Regions from separate parts of the Mus musculus genome. Here region 1 is linked to region 2. Evidence: chromatin contacts called from public promoter capture Hi-C data. All regions are on one chromosome and are shown on one strand. The core of a region is the stretch at or near the end of the contact, and the rest is flanking DNA. Distances in the headings are between cores, read along the strand shown. Region 1 holds the start of Homez (homeodomain leucine zipper-encoding gene). Region 2 holds the start of Cdh24 (cadherin-like 24).

Evidence for each region. Capture Hi-C pulls out chosen DNA fragments and counts their contacts.
Region 1: a promoter capture Hi-C map of adipose tissue shows a contact between it and region 2. The contact joins the promoter of Homez here to the promoter of Cdh24 in region 2. A contact is called at or near these places in 12 of 39 promoter capture datasets (the 3T3-L1 cell line, 3T3-L1-derived adipocytes, the C10 cell line and 8 more), 4 of 484 Hi-C or Micro-C datasets (embryonic stem cells and regulatory T cells), 3 of 115 datasets of contacts at active chromatin or transcription factors (the HPC-7 cell line, extraembryonic endoderm stem cells and pancreatic cancer cells) and 4 of 9 other capture datasets (adipose tissue, liver, macrophages and 1 more).

The regions. Positions count from the first base shown.
Region 1 is chr14:54,860,899-54,867,819 of GRCm38.p6, forward strand. Homez (homeodomain leucine zipper-encoding gene) reads right to left here and starts at 3,260. Exons shown (of 2, transcript NM_001177705.1): 1 at 3,043-3,260.
Region 2 is chr14:54,638,072-54,644,564 of GRCm38.p6, forward strand. It overlaps Cdh24 (cadherin-like 24), which reads right to left and starts at 3,293. Exons shown (of 12, transcript NM_199470.2): 1 at 3,150-3,293; 2 at 1,273-1,590; 3 at 800-1,094; 4 at 497-616; 5 at 256-423; 6 at 1-120. The coding sequence starts at 1,473. Acin1 (apoptotic chromatin condensation inducer 1) reads right to left here. Exons shown (of 19, transcript NM_023190.3): 16 at 6,377-6,484; 17 at 5,870-6,194; 18 at 5,653-5,753; 19 at 4,090-4,977. The coding sequence ends at 4,657. Mir6948 (microRNA 6948) reads right to left here and starts at 5,039; the gene lies at 4,978-5,039.

The sequences.
Region 1 (6,921 bases), core at 2,010-4,509, 220 kb after region 2:
TTCTCTGGAAGAATCTGTCTTTCAATCAGGAGCACACTACAACCAGGATGGCTCATAAGAATGACGAGTAGGGGCCAGCCACAATGGCACAATGGAAAGAGACTGTCTCAAAAACAAGAGTGACAAGGAGGATAGACCAGTGTTCTTAACAGTTTCTGTGTCTCCATTTTGGACTGGATAGAGAAAGAATCAAAACTGGAGTGTTTCTACCTGGGCAGAGATGGTAGTGGTAAAGCCTATTATGAATAATCACAACTGCATCCTTATTCCAGATGCCAGATATATTATTCTGCATAGTCGTTAACTTAAAAAATACACTTGTGGGGGCTGGTGAGATGGCTCAGTGGGTAAGAGCACCCGACTGCTCTTCCAAAGGTCCTTAGTTCAAATCCCAGCAACCACATGGTGGCTCACAACCATCTGTAACAAGATCTGATTCCCTCTTCTGGTGTGTCTGAAGACAGCTACAGTGTACTTACATATAATAAATAAATAAATCTTTAAAAAAAAATACACTTGTGACACTTTTCTCTCCCTTTGATTTCTAACATCCTCAGACAGACAGAAAGGCCAAGCAGCCTAGACTTGAAATTTAGATGTTGTCCATTCTATGGTAGGAAAAAAAAGGACTTTGGAACGTTCAGTTGAACATAGGCTTGTACTAAAACAGAAGATAAAGCAGAAAACTGGATATGATCCTGCTCAATTCCTAAGTCTTTATTCAAAGATCTGAAATACTGCCTCAGGTCTGTCTGGCGAGTCTAGTGAGTGTTAAAGGCCTTAAGGACTTTTGTGATGTTTAACTTAGGTGCTTCTAAACTTTTTACATCATCAACTTCTTTGAGAATCAGATAAAAATCATAGAGCTTTGGGCTGGAGAGGTGGCTCAGCACGGGCTCAGTTCCAAGCACCCATATTAGGTGACTTATAGCCACCTGTAACTCCAGTTTCAGGGGATCCAAAGCCCTCTGGTTTTCATGGGCTTTATTGTACGTAGTAAACACAAACACAGACACACACAAATCAATCTTTTTTTTTTATGAGTCAGACTTTCCAAAATGTGTAACTTAAAAATGTATGCCCAATGTCACACTTGCACACACCAATGCCAAGAGGTCACCTTCAGATCTCTGTTTTATAAGTCTTCCTGACTTAATGAAGGCAGTGCGATAGCTGACTTAAAAGTGAACAAGCAACTTAATGAAAATGAATGGAAAGAGTGGGAGACAAGAATAACGGCTGCCTAGAAGGGACAGGGTATTTGTGGTACCAGATGGGATGGGAAAGATGCTAAATGGTTCAAGTGACCCACTAGATTACATACATGATCAATATCCAGTGTCCTGGATACTCAAGGTTAGCTAGTATCTAGTACAACACACTGGCTTGCTTGAAACAGTGTGCTTCTCCAACTGTTTATGCCCCCACACAGTTGCCCATTTCTGGGTCATATCTGGGTATCTATAATAACATAATTAAAACATCATGCAAATCTATGAAAATGTGGAAGCTAAGACATCTCAGCATGCTGAGGCAGGAGGATCGCAAATTTGAGGCCAGCGTGAGCAAAACTGTATAAACACAAAAATTAAATGTTTTGGAGAACTAATTCAAGAATATGTATTAAAACCCTGCCCAGTTAGGAGAGGGCAAGGCGACTGTGGAAGAGTGACGTATGTTCCAACTCAGATAGCTTCCAAAGGTCCAATCTCACTTCACTTTAAAGAAAGCCTAACTGGAAATAACATAATCAAAGTGAGTAGCTCTCTCCTAGAGTGGCATACTAGAATTACCTGAGAAACTTAAAAGGCCACCTCCGTCCCATGCTCTTCTGATTAATGGACTGGGACATAGGCATTCATAGTTTTTTTAATTATTTCTTTTTCTTTTTTTTAATTAGGTATTTTCCTCATTTACATTTCCAATGCTATCCCAAAAGTCCCCCATACTCTCCCACCCACCCACCCCCACTTTTTGGCCCTGGCATTCCCCTGTACTGGGGCATATAAAGTTTGCAAGTCCAATGGGCCTCTCTTTCCTGTGATGGCAGACTAGGCCATCTTTTGATACATATGCAGCTAGAGTCAAGTGCTCCGGGATACTGGTTAGTTCATGATGTTGTTCCACCTATAGGGTTGCAGATCCCTTTAGCTCCTTGGGTACTTTCTCTAGCTCCTCCATTGGGGACCCTGTGACCCATCCAATAGCTGACTGTGAGCATCCACTTCTGTGTTTGCTAGGCCCCGGCATTCATAGTTTTAAAAGTTCTCAGTGTGCAATTAATACTAAAAAGAGGAGTTAAACAATACACTAAAGACTGGTAATATTTATTTTCAATTGTAAGGTTTAGGATAATTCATGTATCTTAGTTTTTTGATTTCTGGCTTTTGCAACTACTGCTGTCTACCTATCCTAACAATATAAATGGATTTGAGACATGACTAAGAGTTCATAATATGCATCGATCTTGGCCCACACTGATTTTCAGACAAGTCTCAAGCTTGAGTTTTCTTCCAGCTGACAAGTCTGAGTTGCAACACCAGGAACCTGTGAGGCCTTTTCGTTTTCCGGTTGGTGGGGCACAAGAGTCGGGGGCCAGTTGTGGGTTTTTTCCTTTTAACCTTTCATTACCAAATGGCACTGCTCCCTATAAGTGAGGTCTAGTTGTAAATGCCTGTTGAGGTCGCCAGGAGGTAGTCATGGGGACAGGGGAAGCCCGGGAGGCATCTGAAGGGCCCGGAACTGGGTCAGAGAACAAAAAGTTTCAAGTACATGGGGCGGTCAGCTCCAGGAGGCAGGTGAACCTGCATCCTCACAGAGGGCGTCCCGACCCAACCTTTCCCATCCCCCCACTACACACACTCCTTAGCCTCCCCCAGTTACAACAACACAGATTCGAAAGTCCAGGGGAGGAAAGAGGGACAGAACCCGACGACTTCCAACGGAGGATTCTCCTCCCACCACGAGGATGGGGCTCTGAGGGTCGGAGGTTTCGCACCGGCCGGGAGGCAGGCCCAGGGGCTGGGGGGGTCGGTCACTCACCACGGCGCGGCCCCGGGCGGCGGCTCCCAGCCTCGCACTGCGGGCCGGGGCGGGAAGGGGGAAGAGGACAGAGGATCCAAGAGGGCGAGGGGCTGCGGCACGCCCGGCTCCTGGCGCCACGCAAAGCCCTGGACCGCCGCTGCCCCCTACCCCTGGACCGAGGCGCTCCGCCCCTACCAGTGCGGCGCGGAGGCGGAGGCGGAGCCGAGGTCCGGATTGGTGGGCGGGCTGATGCACAACGTACTGGGTCCGCCATTGGCTGCGTGGGTCCCAGCAGAGGTCCGCGATTGGCTGCGGAGAACCGGTCAGTGTAGGCGCGTGGGGCTGGGAACATGTCTTCCTGGACTCGGCGTCTGCAGTGGACCTCTGCATCCTGTGGTCCTTCCAAAGTTCTTTACTGAACTGGCCCCCGGTCCCGCAGGAAGGCCCTCGGAAGACCTTTTAAAACATCTACCACCAGTCAAACTGGAGCACAAGCGCTACCAGCAGCGGCAGCCGTGACGAAACGCTTAAAACCACGGAGAATGCGCACAAGAAGGATCAGATGTTTAGCCCCCAGAAAGACGAGCATCTTAAGTACCCAGGACTTCGGTCACTTTTGAGGTCAATGTGGCGAAAGTATTCTCAGTGACGAAATACTCTGGGATTCGCTGTTAGGGTGTAGTAAGATGTGCTGTTCACTAAACCATACTCTCCATACTTGGGGGTACAAAGTTCTCAACCAAATTTAGAATATTTAGGATTTCCCATTGTACTTGGAAACAGCACTTCTGAAGTGACTTGTGTTGTTGACATTTGAAGCTCAATCTTGGTTATTTGGGTCACTTTTTTTTTTCCCCCGAGACAGGGTTTCTCTGTATAGCCCTGGCTGAAAGGCAATATCAGCCGAGCAGTGGTGGCACATGCCTTTAATCCTAGCACTTCAGAAGCAGAAGCAGGCGGATTTCTGAGTTCGAGACCAGCCTGGTCTACTGAGAAACCCTGTCTCAAAACAAAAAAAAAAAAAGAGGGCTGGTGGGTAAGAGCACCCGACTGCTCTTCCAGAGGTCCGGAGTTCAAATCCCAGCAACCACATGGTGGCTCACAACCATCTGTAACAAGATCTGATGCCCTCTTCTGGTGTGTCTGAAGACAGCTACAGTGTACTTACATATAATAAATAAATAAATCTTTAAAAAAAAAAAAAGAAAGAAAAGGGCAGTATCAGTCTTTGCTTGTATTCTCAGACCTCACCGTCGACTCTTCCTTACCTACTGTCACATGAACTCAAATGGAGGCTGAAAAGATGGCTCAGGGGTTAAGAGCACATGCTACTCTGACAGAGGACCTGAGATAGATTCCCAGCACCTATATCACAGTCAGCTGTACCTCCAGCTCTATCCGGTCTGAAGCCCTCTTCTAGACCTTGTGTGAGCGTGTGCGCTGACACTGTCCCATGTTGTTGCCCCCACCCCCCCATACGTTTAAAAAATAAATCTTAACAAAAAATTCAAATGGCTATCAAAGATGGCCAAAGGATGACTCCACCCAAGTATAGCTTAGTGAATGGTGTGTGTGTGTGTGTGTGTTTGAGACAGTGTTCTTTTCTGTAGCCTTGGTCCTTGGCTGTCCTGGAACTTGATTTGTGGACCAGGCTGGCCTCAAATTTAGAGATCCGTCTGCCTCTGCCTCCTGAGTTCTGGGATTATAAACTTATACCACTACCACCCAGCTGGTGAATCAGACTTTAATCACGTTATTCACAGAAGTACGAGCAATTTATCAGTGTCTGTACTAATGAAGTAAGTGTCTCCCTCATCCCAACACTTGTTAACTGTTTATATACCCTCAGGGAATGGAGGGAGCCTTGTGAGCTCCCCCCCCCAACAACCTCCATGAGCATTTCTGTAAACTGTGGGTGGAGCCTCATGAATTCAGTGGCAATGGACCCAATTGTGTGGATCTCCTTCCTTCCAGGTAACCACCCACAGTCCGAATTCAGGAATGGACAAGTTTTCCATTCACTAAGGACAGCATTCCGTTTCACACTTCCTCTCTAAGAAACCAGATACAAATCTCGTTTCATTTTTTAAGGGTTCCACTCCAAAACCTAGAGCTCTTTGCAGGCTGACAGACATCTTAAACATCTCTGCTTTGACGCTGGGCTGTATTTTCTGTTGCTAGCCTATTATTTGCCTCCAATCCCTTTCCTCATTTCACGAACTCAGTCTCAACATTAAAAGCCATCTATGTTGTCAAGTGCCTGACCAAGACACTGGGGGTAAACAAGGAAAAATGGGGTCCTTTTAAAAGACCTCTTTGAGCTGTCAGGTGTTGCAGGGTTATTTGATCACACTGGGAACCCCAAGATTGTGTCATTTACTGGAAAACCCGGTTTTTAGTTGTGGTGTGGCTCAGTCTTAGCCTACACTTTTAATCCAAGAGCTTTCTGCTTGAATACTGTAAACAGAATTAAATAAAGTCCACCTTAGGTCCAAAGGCAGAGCAGGCAACAGTTAACAGGAAGTGAACATAGGGTTATTAAGAAAAAAAAAAAAACAACAACATCGTATGAGGGAGTCAGGGGGATCAGATATTGAGACCCAGAGGAAGTAGACGGGAGGGACATTCAGTTTGGAGGAGATTTTTAAAAGCATCATGAGAGAGGGGCATCACTGGTGAGACTATGGCTATAAAGGAAGGTCAGCTGGGTGCTTTCTCTGCCTCTCTTGAGCTAGCAGGCTTTCATCCCAGCATCTGGCTCCTGAGTCTTTGTTGGTAAAAATCTAAGGCACCTTTTATCCACTAGGCTTTGAGTCAGAGCTGTTGCTCTTTACATGACATTCTTCTGAGTGACAACACAATGCCTGTTGTTCGGTAGTGAACATGAAGAAGGGGAAAATAGAACATTTCAGTTAGGCAGCCCTTAATTACCAGGGGGAGATCAATCTCTCATAGCTCTCTATTGCTTGGGAAGAGTCTGTGCTTGAAGGGCTGAAAACTGAGGGAGGAGCTGTCTGTGGGAACCAAACACCTGACTCTGGAAAGGCTGGCCAATTACATCCAACAAGGATGACCCACATAGAAATTTAAAAGGTGACAGCTTTCAATCACGTTTCATTTTTCAAACCTTCACCCCCAAGAGTTAGCGGTTTGGAGCACTGGTATCGTGGGTAGGAACACTTGCTGACCTTGCAGAGGAGTACGGTTTGATTGCCAGCACTCACAGGATGGCACACAACCATCTGAAACTCCAGGTCCAGGAGATCTAGCGCCCTCTTCTGGCCCCTGTGGGCACTGCATGCATGTGGCACACAGACACATATGGCACAAAATACTCAAAACATTTCAAAGTAAAATAATCAAGAGAGGGGGTTGATGGGAGCAAAGAAACCACAAAAAGAAGAAAGCCCTGTGCCTGGTTCTGGAGCAAGGAGGCTAGAAGGCTTACTCTGAGTTTTAACTTCTAGATTTAGAAGTTGGTGTGGACTTGGGTGTGGAAATTACTGAGCAGTCATCGAAGCATAACAATAATAATAATAATAATAATAATAATAATAATAATAATAATAATAATAATAATAATAAACAACCTGTCTTTAGCAGGATAACAACCTTCTCAACTCTTCCAGGAATTGTACTTAAGGCTAGGGGCTCATGTCATCCTCAAGAGATGTTAATGTCCCATCTTTGGTGAAACTTTTTTCTCAGGCTTACAAGATGTCTCAGCAGTAAAGGCGCCTGCTGCCAAGCCTGACGGCTTGAGCTGAATGCCAGCAGTTAGGTTCCTGGGTCCCACATGATGGAGAGAATTGACTCCAGAAAGCTGTCCTCTGACCTCCACACCGTCCATTGCATGAGCCCATTCATACACATACTTATGCACCCGGGCATACACAC
Region 2 (6,493 bases), core at 2,043-4,542:
CCCCATTCAGGATGCTGTATGCCACGAGAGCATTATCCCCTAGGTCTGGGTCCTGGGCCTTAAGCCGGCCCACCAGGGTTCCAGGTCCAGCTGTCTCCACCACTGAGAACTGGTATAGACCTCAGGGGAAGGAGGAGGGAAGATGGGTTCTTAAGAGAAGTCTCCAGTCCTCCTCCCTACCCCAGTACTTCCTTTCCCCGGGGTCTGTAGGTAGGACATTAAAGGATTGTTTGGGCACAGAACTGCCCCCCTTACTCTGAGGGAACTTGGGGGGGTTGTCGTTGACATCGCTGAGGGTGACTGTCACTGTAGTGCTGCCTGACAGCCCCCCCATGTGGCCACCCATATCCTTGGCTTGAATCACCACCAAGAACTCCTCTTGGGTCTCCCGGTCCATGTTGGGGATGGCTGTACGAACCACTCCTAAGGGAGAGACACTGGGTCAGGGGTGCTTGTTCTCATGGCTGCCCTGTGAGACTCTCAAGTTCATTCTTACCAGTCTGGGGGTCCACAGAGAAGAAAGGCAGCCCATCCAGCACCGTGTACACAAGTTTGGCACTGTTTCCATAGCTGGGATCGTCGGCATCGTGAGCAGTCACTTGGATTACAGACGTCCCTGCGGGAGAGCCCCATAACCCACTCAGCAGCAGCAAGGCCAGGAAAAGAAGAGTAGACTGAGGGACCCCGCATGTGAAGGAGGCTGAGTTAAAGGAGATGAATTCCAGGGTAGACAACCAAAGCAGATGGAGGAGTAAAAGAACCCCAGGTAAGCTAGGGCACCCAGAACTGGGGTGCTCACCAACATTGGACATCTCAGGCACGGTGGCATGGTAGGGCCCGAGGGGAAACACAGGCGGATTGTCATTGATGTCTTGCACTTTGATGATGAACTCCGATGGGGGTTCCAGGGGCCGGTTAGAGGCACGGTCCACAGCTTGGGCCAGCAGCACATATTGTGCCTTCTCTTCCCGATCCAGGCTCTTGGTCACATGGATATTGCCTGTGGCCTCATCAATCACAAACACAGTGCCTGCCCCCTCCCCGGTCAGCAGGTACTTGGTGCGGCCCTCACCCCGGTCAACATCTGAGTGCAGCTGCAAGAGTCAAGAGAAAGCGGCAGAAAGCTCCAAGTGCAGAGCACACGGGGTTAGAGCCTAGGTTTGGGTGGTACGTGAGGAATGCCAGGGGACCAAGGTCATTGCAGACTGATGAAGTTTCTGGGGCAGGGCCTAAGGGTCTGACAGACTCGTCACGGAGAGGGTTGATCCTTACCTTGCCAATAAGGACAGGCTCTGGACCAGAATATTCCTCAATGACAAAGAACTGGTTCCAGACCCAGCTCCTTCGGGTCCGCAGCAGTGTAGGACCCGAGTGTCCCCTGGACCCTGCCCAGGCTGGGACTGGAGCTGCCAGGCGCCCCATGCAGCCCCAGCCACCCAGCCAGGCCAGCAGGAGCCTCACAAGGCCCCACATGTTTGTAATCCAGCCAGGGCTCTTGTTCACTGGCCCCAGGTGCCGAGGCTGGGCAGGGCCAGGTGGCCCATGAGCTGGCTGGGGAAGACGCGTTGAGGCTACCCCATGGATCCACACCTGTAGGACAGGTAGCTGCTCAGGATCAAGGAAAGCCTGAATCGTACTCTTCTCCCGAATTAGATACCGAAGCCCAGCTCTCTAAGAAACCAGACACCCCACTGCCCAGAACCCAGTCCAAGACAGACAGCCTGAGCCTTCCTCCCAGGCTCTGCCTGGATCCACCTCCAGCCCCTCCAAGCCCATAAATCTCAGGTCGGCCAACTCTGGAAAGCTGTCAGGGAAAAGGAGAGGAGAATGCTGAAGGGACTTGGAATTTCAAATCTTGTTCCTTTTCTAGCCTGGGCACACAGCTAGGGGACTAGAAAAGGTAGATGGACCGACAGAAAGGGCTTAAAACTGAGAGGTTGGTATTCATCAACACACAGCCTTCCTTATCCAGAGGGTCAGGCTCAAAGACAAGGAGTGAGTGCAGCTTGAGTCGGGCTGGACTCAGGAAAGCCTCCCCTGCCCCTGAGGAACCCCACGTCTCCAGACTGTCTCCAGCCCATTCTGCCAGTCTCGGTCTTTAAGGGGAATTGGTCTAAGGGAACAGAGTGGGGCTACATCTGGAAGAATTGGGAACAGGGCTGCAGGCAGTGCAGGGGGACCAAGAGAGGTGAAGTGGAGGCTGACCCAGGGGCCAGAGACAGCGTGATTGAAGGCTTGGGGCCAAGAATCTGGGAGGGTCTGGCAGATGGGGAAGACCAGATGAGAAACAGACAGACCACGGAGAGAGAAGGGCAGCAAGAGAGAAAAGCAAAGACATCAGGGAAGCAGCCTGAGTGTCTGAAAGGCAGAGAGGAGTCCTGGGTACCAGGCTTGGGAACTGGTAGGGGCAGGTGAACCTTTCTCTCTCTCTCTCTCTCTCTCTCTCTCTCTCTCTCTCTCTCTCTCTCTCTCTCTCTCTCTCTCTCTCTCTCTCTCTCTCTCTCTCTCTCTGTGTGTGTGTGTATGTGTGTGTGTGTGTGAGATCAGGCCTCGGAACTTCATTCTGGTAGAGTAAGCTACTAGGAGCAGTAGAGGTAGGGAGGGGCTGCGGGAAAGGAGGTGGAGAGAGAGGACCCTTCCCATTTCTCTCCCTCCTCCTGAAGGGGCCCATGGTCAGGTAGCTGTGCCCCTCCTCCTTCCCCAGAGCAGACACACACCTGACAGGCCGTTTGCTCCCCAGAGAAAAGAAGCCAGAGGGCAGCAGGGGACCAGAGAGGTAGGCGGGACGAAGAGGAGAGAAGGAAGGAAACGGAGGAGTGGGGAAACAGGATAGCAGGAGGGAACGAGGAGAGGAGAGGAAAGGAGAGGGAGGTAATGAGAGAGAGGAAAGGAGAGCGGGAAAAGAGGAGAAAGGTAAAGGAAGAAAAAGGCAGAAGAGGTGGGAAGAGACAGGGCAAGAGGGAGAGAGAAGGGGCAGAGAGGCGGAAGGGTGAAGAAAAATCGGGAGGCAAAGGGAGAGAGGTGTGTGAGATGGGAGAGAGCAGAGCGCGGGAGAACCGAGCCGGCACGGCTCTCAGCCAGAGCGCACCGCAAGCTGCGGACCCCCCGCTGCCCCCGCGAGGATTCCCGACCCGGGCAGGCGCCCTTACCTGGCACTACCGAGGGGCCCGGGACCGCGAACAGCGCCCCGCCCGCCTCCGTCGCTGGCTCCCGGGGGCACAGCCCCAAGCCGATCCAAGCCGGCGCCGCGGCTCCGCTGCAGGTCTGAGCGGCCCCGGCGAGAACAAGGGAGCGAGACGGAGGGGGCGGGGGAAGGAGGCTCCGCCTGCCGAGGAGAGGCGGCTCGCGCGGGAGAGGAGAGCCCTGCCTCCGACCCTCCCCAGCCAGTCCCCGCCCCCGCGGCTCCCGGGCTGCTGGGCGCATACAGATGCGGGGCCCCTCCCGGGCCAGCCCGCAGCACGGCAAGGTACAGGGGTAGCACGGCTAGGCTATTATTCCCAGGGCCTGGCGGAGGAGACTCAACACGATCGGCCAGCACAGCACCTGCGGAGGCACACCGTGAGGCGGGGCGCTGGGAGAGCACTGCGGGAGACCCGGCTTCACGTTCTGGATTCGGGTGCGGCTGCGAGGCTACCGACTCAGGACCTTGTGCGGGTCACGACGGCGAGTTCAGTCAGCTAGGGTGAACTTCAGGATGGCAGGGGAAGCAGGAGTCTAGGGAGCTCGCCAGGGACAGGGGAAAGATAACGGTGGGCAGTGAGAACCTTTTTTGGGGAAGCTCTTTGCAAGATCTAAAGAGTGTGTGCACCCCCTGGTGGCAGTTGTGGGAAGCACCTTGAAGGGCGACCAAATGCCTAATTGTGCAGGGGGACCGGGAGGCCGACCCTGCCGGCTGTTGGGGTACTGCAAAAGAAACAGGCCACCCTATTTCCCAGAGTAAAAAGACATACAGCTTTGGACTGATTAGAGACAAAGTGGGGATGAAGGTTCCCGAGGAAGGCCGCTGCCCCAGAAGAACGCAGATGCCCACCGTCACAGCCATTCACCTTCCCCTTTCACCCAAACTCTTCCCAAGGAAAGGCACTCAAATGCTAGTCAAAACTAAGTCAGATTTTTATTTTTCCATAGACCACATCATTTAATAATAAAAAAAATAAAAATAAAAATTGAACAAAAGGAAAAGGTGGCTATAAAGTGGAACCAGCGGGCAAGAGACTGCAGGCCAGAGAACAGGGGACTGCAGGGGCCTGGGACTCAGGAGAGGCTGATTCAGCTCATAGGTGACCCAGTCCTGGCCCCAGCTGTCCCCAAAAGGCTGAGTACCAAGGGAGGCGGAACGCAGGATGGAGGGAAAATGAGCGTGGGACACTGGTTATTCCCACGTACGGCCACATCTTCCCTTCATAGCCTAGCTCTTCCCTCTCAGACTTAACAGGAAGAAAGGAGAGGGCCAAGTTCCAAGAGTTAGGTTGGGGAACAGGGAGATTGCCACTGCTCCATTTGATATGAGGGGACGTGTGGCAGTTATAGTTCAGCACTGAGCAATGGTGTGAGACCCTTGGTTCCAGGGTGGTGGTGACTGTACCTATCCCTCTGTGGCCTTTGACCTCCCAGGACCAAGTGGCAGGTACCTGCAGCTCTCTAGTGTTTTCTTGGCTAGCGGCGCCCACCCCGGTCCCGTACAGGTGTGCTTCGACTCCGGCTTCTGCTGTGGCGCTTGGTGTCTCTGCGATCCCTCTCCCTGCCTCGGTCTCGGTCTCGCTCCCTCTCCCGCTCTCGGTCACCCCTGTCCCGCTCTCTCTCCCTGTCCCTCTCTCTCTCCCTGCTGTGCTCCCTCCTCTTCTCCCGTTCTAGCTGCCGGTTCCGTTCCCGCTCAGCTTCCTTCTCCCGTTCCTTTTGTTCTTCTTCTTCTCGTTCTTTTCGCCGCTTCTCCCGCTCCTTGGCCCGTTCAGCTTGCTCTGCCTCCTTCTGAACAATCTGTGGTCAGACAGGAAGGACAGAGGCAGAGAAGTGTGTCACAGTCCTGTCTGAACTGATCCCAGGCTGTGCTTCTGGGGTCACTGTCAGTTTCTATTAACAGGAAAAGGGCAGACATGCAGGATGAGGTGCACCACCAACATCCTTAATGCATGGTAGGGCTGCTGGCACCAGTCTCTGATATGTCTCTAGCTTTCATCATGCTACACACACACAAAGCTGAGTAGCATTAAGCCTGAATTTCTCCCAGAAAGCCCTTGCCACAAAAGCCAGACAACTTAGTTCAGCCCTGGAGTCCATGGAGAGGTGGAAGCAGAACCACACCCACAGACCTGACCTCCACATGAGCAACATGGCAAGCGCATCCTTTCCTGTCCCCAACATACACACCAACACCACACGCAAGATTCTCATAGAAATGCCAACGTACAAGACGTTTATAACAAAGCTTTATAAGACACGCATTGCTTGGCTAACGAATCAAGCTCCAAGAAGCTTGGCTAACAGTTTCTCAAACCCACAAGCTCTAGTTCCTGCCTGGCGGCCACTTTCACCCTCTCCACAGCTCCCTCCTCTCTTCCTCTCCTAAGCCAATGCCAGGGCCTACACTGTGGGTCATGCTCATCTCCTGGGTGCAAAGACAGCTCCAGCTGCTGACAATGGGAGAGTACTCACTTGGCTCTCAGTCAGAGGGAGCCAATAGATGCAGGGAGCTGCCTTAGTCTTACGGAAGAGGTCATCCAGCAGCTTGGCAGGTGGCTCCTCCTGGGCTTTTTCTGAGGCGGGAGGAAGAGAACCAGATCTGAAACATAAAATCCTGACCCAACCCACCTGGGTCCCTGACCCTCCAGCCCAGAGACAGGCACATCCTGCCTTCCTCCCAGCTAAGTACCTTTCTTTTCACTCTTCTTTTCTTTAGATTTTGCTCGCTCTTTCCGGCGGCGGTCACGGGACCGTGATCGGGAGCGGGGTCCCTCTCGAACTTTGTCCCGATCCCATTCTCTCTCAGACCGAGTCCTCTCCCGGCGCTCCATTTCCCGTTCCCGTTCTGCCCATTGCTCTCGAACAGCCCTTTCCTGCTCCCGCTGCTCAGCCCGGGGGTGGGGCGGTGGCTGGACTGGGGGTGGGGGTGGGGGATGCAGGGGCCTTGGTGCTCCCTGTTCCTCTGCCTTAGTTTCAGATGGCCGATCTACCAAGAGTCCCCGGTGATAGTCCAGCTGTGGGCAGAGGGACAAGGACAGTTAAACTAGAGATTAAGATTACATCATTCCCAACAAGGGAGCCCAGGTACCAGCGGTAGAGAGAGGAAAACCCAAACTCTTAGCAACTGCAGGTTTGGTGAAGGTCGTCCCAGAATTGACCGCCTCGGCCCATTCCCTCCTTTTCTGAGGTGTCTCACCTCATCTTGCTCAGCATAGTCAGCACAAAGGAATTTGGGGTTGGACTGGGGCCACTTGACCCCGTGCAGAGCTGTGCGGGTGGCAACGGCTTCCTCTACTGTAGAGTACTGGTAGGA